Regions from separate parts of the Mus musculus genome. Here region 2 is linked to region 1. A link is a contact called in public promoter capture Hi-C data. All regions are on one chromosome and are shown on one strand. The core of a region is the stretch at or near the end of the contact, and the rest is flanking DNA. Distances in the headings are between cores, read along the strand shown.

Region 1 (2,700 bases), core at 24-2,523:
ATGGACATTGGTAAGCCATTTATCCAACAGTGTCCATCCGCCTACAAATAATGAGAAACTGAGGGTGCAATTTCGGACTTACAAGATCTGCACTATAACCAACAAAGATAATGAAAAGTACTTTTTACTTTACAAAATGGTAAGTAAGGGCTTTCGATTTATTTTGAAAGATTCAAATCTAAGCTAGTTAGTTACAAGCCAGCTCTGCTGGTCAAGAGCAACAAATCAAATTCAATGGCAAGTCTAAAGGTACAAACAGCCATAAAATATACGCATTATTATTTATACCTGCTGCCAAAACAAGTACTTAACACACACACACATATGTGTGTGTATATATATATAAATATATACATACATATGTGTGTATATGTATATATGTATATACATACACACACACACACACACACACACACACACACACACATATATATATATATAGTGGAGTTGTGAAAGAGGGATTGAAAAGAAGTAAATTACTTTTGTAGAAATAACTCGGGTGAATTACTCCAAAGAGCAATACCAGCAGCCTAAAGCACAACGGACATTAAAACCGGAAAACAGCAAGACAGGGGCTACCCTAAAATGCCAAGTATAGCCAAAATGAACCCAGGGCAACATGCCACTCAGTAAAACAGGGTTACCAAGCCCTGCCCTTTCCATTTTCCAAGGTGTCCATAAGAATACAATAGAGTAACTCCCAAGTGCTAGGCTCTGCGAGTGTTATTCTACTTTGAGCCCTGGAAGGCGCGGCCCATGTAAAAGACTGGGTCAGGGTCAGTTCTGCTGGGTGCTGGCCTGGGAGACGGCGCAGGCTGAAAGCTCTGCACCATAGACGTGCCGGGCAAAGGGCACGACAGGGAAGGCCAGGGACCACAGAGACGCGGGCGTGCTCGGCTGTTCCCGCACACCGAGCCAGAGCGGGCGGCCAAGGCGCAGCGGGAAGGCCCGGGATGCGGTCACAAACCCGCGGGAGGGAGGCCCTACGCGCGCCCGTGGAGGGGACCCCACCTCCGGTGGCCGCCGCCGCGGGGTAGGGCCGCGCAGCCAGCCGAGCCTGGCGCAGCATCAGTGCCCGCTGTCGCTTCCGCTCCACGCTCGCGCGTACGGCGGCCGGCAGCTGCGCGGGCTCGTCCGCGGCCACGGGCTCAGGTGACGTCTGCTTTTCCTCGGCCGTCGCCATCGCCTACACACTCCGTAGGAAGGGAACGCGTATTGTTGGTGAACAGCGGAGCCACAAGTACCCGGCCCTACTCCATCACCAGGCAAGGAGAAGAGCTACGCATGCGCAGTCGAGGAGTCCTGGTGGAAAAGCCTATGAAGGGCGAGGCAGTACGCCTGCGCAGCCGAGGAGTGGTGGCGGAAGAGATGATAGTGCACTTGTTGACAAACAATCCGGACTAAGCGATGGGGGAGAATCAGGACTTTAAAGTCATCCCTGTGTTCCAGACCAGCCTGAGCTACATGAGACCCTGTCTCCAAAAGTAAAGAGAACATGGAAAAGAGCATTGGGAAAGAATGGCTGTGTGACAGCTAAAAAGCATGAGAAAACAGGAAGGCAACAGAGAAAAGTGGGACGTGGTATGAGCTCCAAACCCAGCTGCGGGCCATGGGTAGAGAGCCAAAGCCATAGCCACATGGAGAGCCAGACAGCCCCATGACAACAGACTGGCCATTCTATACACAAATGAAACCCTTGTTTTCATCCAGTGGGGGAAACGTGATGTGGCAGTGACTCCTCCTGTGTGAGCCATCTTTCCAAAGATGGCTTTGGAAAAGAAATGCACATTGTTACTCCCCGTGTTTTGGACCGATGTGCCAGGGGGCTTGTTCATAGCATAGCTGCTCCCGAAAACCAAAAGCTGGAATCTACCCAAATGTCCATCAACTTTTGAATGGCTAAACAATGCATAGTATTACCATACAATGAACTATTTTTCTTCAAACATGAGAAAAATGAAGCGCTGGTCCATGCTACGACATGACTGAACTTTGAAAATGTTACTCTAAGAGGAAAAAGCCATTCACAAATGCATATGTTTATGTGAAACTCACAGAATAAGCAAGCCCGCCATAACAGAAAGCAGTCCAGAGGTTCCTAGAGTTTGCAGCTAAGGAGTAACCAGGAGGAGATGCTCCTCTGTAGGTATGAGGCTGCCTCCTGAGGTGATGAGAATTCTAGAACTAGACACTCTTGATGATTGTGCAACTCTGTGGATGTATTTTCTGGCCAGAGCAGGGAATCTGAGCACCAGAATTATAAAGAACCCCACCTCCACCCCACCCCTGGGTAGCACCAAACCTTAAGTGGCAGCACCTGTGATGACCACCACAGTCTCTGCACATTTCTGGCTTGGTGGCTGAGGGAATGAGGTAACAGGATCTCCCCCAAAATAACCTCTGAGAGTGGCCAGTGCTCAGAATCCTCTCCCCCACAAAGCACCGAATCTGACAGGTTGCAGGGTGTGGCTCAGGTGCGTCCTGAGCCCCAGTGTTTTGAAACTCTTGGCAACTTGTTCTTCCTTTCCAGGTTAACTCCCTCTCCTTTGGCTCAGGGACTTTTTGTGATAGAGTTTCAGGTAACCAGGTCTGAACTGTGAGCTGGCGCCTCAGCTCAAAGCAGTCTCCCTCTTCAGAAAGGAAGAGTGCTCGCCCTCATCTGTACACTCCACTGGGTGACAAAGGCTACGGGTTTGCTCA
Region 2 (2,700 bases), core at 142-2,641, 230 kb after region 1:
CGGTCTCCTACAGTGGGCTTACATAGCAGGATGGATGGTTCTCAGAGAGAGGGGGAGAGGGGGAGAGGGGGAGAGGGGGAGAGGGGAGAGGGAGAGGGAGAGGGGGAGGGGGAGAGAGGGAGAGAGAGAGGGAGAGGGGGAGAGGGGGGTGAGGGGGAGAGGGGGGTGAGGGGGAGAGGGGGGTGAGGGGGACAGGGAGAGAGGGAGAGAGAGAGGGGGAGAGAGAGGGAGGGAGGGAGGGAGAGAGAGGGGGGAGAGAGAGAGAGAGGGAGAGAGAGAGAGAGAGGGAGGGAGGGGGAGAGGGGGAGAGGGAGGGGGAGAAGGAGAGGGAAAGAGGAGTGAGCTGGATATGAAAGTGTTCACTGCCGGGCATGGTGACGCACACCTTTAATCCCAGCACTCGGGAGGCAGAGGCAGGCAGATTTCTGAGTTTGAGGCCAGCCTGGTCTACAAAGTGAGTTCCAGGACAGCCAGGGCTATACAGAGAAATCCTGTCTCGAAAAACCAAAAGAAAGAAAGAAAGAAAGAAAGAAAGAAAGAAAGAAAGAAAGAAAGAAAGAAAGGAAGGAAGGAAGGAAGGAAGGAAGGAAGGAAGGAAGGAAGAAAGGAAGAAAGGAAGAAAGGAAGAAAGGAAGAAAGGAAGAAAGGAAGGAAGAAAGGAAGGAAGGAAGGAAGGAAGGAAGGAAGGAAGGAAGGAAGGAAGGAAGGAAGGAAGGAAGAAAGGAAGAAAGAAAGAAAGAAAGAAAGAAAGAAAGAAAGAAAGAAAGAAAGAAAGAGAAAGAAAGAAAGAAAGTGTTCACCTATAATCCTAGCATTTGAGAGGTAGATTTGATTTGGGCTGACCTCTGTGAATTCAAGTCCAGCCTGCAGCTGGTCTACACTGTGAAACCCTGTCTAAAAGACAAAAGAAAAGAAAAAGAACTATCAGAACATCTGTGACAGGTGAACAGACCTCAGGACAGGGCCAGTGTCCTCAGAAGCACAGTCACAACTGAGAGCCTGGTCCGACTTTAGCTACATTCCTGGGAGATATCTCTAAGGGTCAGAACTGTGACCCTTATTTCTGGTGACCTAGCCTAAAGAAAGAGAAGGTTTGCTGTTGAGCCCCCCATAGGGGCCGTGTGATGCATGCCCTACCGCCAGCCTCCTCTAGCATGCACTGTCTCCATAGTGATGGGCAGCTCCTTCCAAGTGAGCAGGCCTCTTTACCTGTTGACCCCGTTTAGTTTACAGGTGCTACACTGTCAGACTCTTCTCCTTCCAGCTCAGCGTGCTCATTAAACAGCCTTGGCTCCTTGCGTGTGGAAACAGGTTTCAAGCACAGAGCCCCTAGCATCAGGCAGGATGGCAACATAATTTTAGCTCCTGAGCAAAATGACTCTCACAATAGCGTCAGTACAGTGTGCGCATTAACATTTGAATACACTGCATAATAAGCGTGCTAATTATAGAAGAGAAGACTACTTGAGGAATAAAATGAGCTGTGATCATTAGAAGAGAAAGGGGCAGCAACTCGTGGCATGGGCAGTTGCCTGACAGTATTCCAAAGGACAAGCTGACCCTCATCCCAAGGAAGAGGGAATCATTGTGATTATAATAATTAAAACGATGGTGGTATATTGATAAGAATCTTTTTGAAAATAAGCATATGATACAGTTAAACATATTCAGATTTGCTACTATTGAGAATGTATTGAGAGAGAGAGAGAGAAAAGAGAGAGAGAAAAGTGTTTCCAGGCTTGGTGATGCAAGCCTGTAATTCCAGTGACTTGAGAGGCCACGGCAGGAGGATCACAAGGTCAATACCTACCCATGCTACAAAGTGAGTTTAATTCCAGTATGGGTAATTTTGTGAGACACTGTCTCAAAATGAAAGGTGGAAAGGCAGCTAACTGGGGATGTAGATCTGAGTATATGTGAGGCCCAGTCACACACACACACACACACACACACACACACACACTCATGCATGCACACAGACACAGATACACATGCATGCACGTGCACAAACACACACACACATAAACATGTGTACAAACGAACACACATATATGCATACACATGCACATGCACACAGGCACGGATACATCATTTAGATGTTTATGAAAATTTTTAAGATTAATTATATTTTCACTTATGTTTAGGCGTGTGCCTATGCATGTTTATACACACATGTGTATATGTCTCCAGAGGCCAGAAGAGGATATGGAATATCCTGGAGCTGGATGGAGTTACAGGTGGTGGTGAGCCATCTCTCTCCAGCCTTCCTTTGAACAATTTAAAATATGAACCATTATTATTATGTCATTCACTTCAACATTGTAGAAATGGCTACAAGAAGCTTCATCGGAGGTGACAGGTTAGGGTGGAGAACTCTCAGGTAGGACCCAGAGACATGAGCAGCTTGTAATCGAGGCGGGAACCAAGAGCTAGGGCCAGGACTGGGAGATGGCTCAGCCAGTGAAGTTCCTGGCACACCGGCATGAGGGCATGAGTTTCACCCTTGGCATTATGTAAAAAGCCAAGCTCCTAAGCCCGGCGGTGGTGGTGCACACCTTTGATCCCAGCACTTGGGAGGCAGAGGCAGGCGAATTTCTGAGTTCAAGGCCAGCCTGGTCTACAAGGTGAGTTCCAGGACAGCCAGGGCTACACAGAGAAACCCTGTCTTGAAAAAAAAAAAAAAGTTATTTAAAGCCCAGT

What was found. Promoter capture Hi-C pulls out the DNA fragments that hold promoters and counts their contacts.
Region 2: a contact with region 1 is called in a promoter capture Hi-C map of hippocampal neurons, with 2.1 times the contacts expected there. The contact joins the enhancer-like site here to the promoter of Xpa in region 1. A contact is called at or near these places in 7 of 39 promoter capture datasets (the 3T3-L1 cell line, cranial neural crest, hippocampal neurons and 3 more), 7 of 484 Hi-C or Micro-C datasets (cerebellum, embryonic stem cells, muscle stem cells and 3 more), 2 of 115 datasets of contacts at active chromatin or transcription factors (embryonic stem cells and forebrain) and 2 of 9 other capture datasets (embryonic stem cells and pancreatic islet).

Annotation. Positions count from the first base shown.
Region 1 is chr4:46,195,038-46,197,737 of GRCm38.p6, forward strand. It overlaps Xpa (xeroderma pigmentosum, complementation group A), which reads right to left and starts at 1,274. Exons shown (of 6, transcript NM_011728.2): 1 at 1,012-1,274. The coding sequence starts at 1,183.
Region 2 is chr4:46,427,955-46,430,654 of GRCm38.p6, forward strand. No RefSeq gene overlaps it. Among named protein-coding and RNA genes, the nearest start is that of Anp32b, 22 kb to the right of the region's middle. Within about 2 kb of position 1,392, at least 28 of the 459 cell types and tissues checked have an H3K27ac peak or open chromatin away from gene starts, as enhancers often do. A contact at or near this core is called in forebrain and hippocampal neurons, where this site is marked.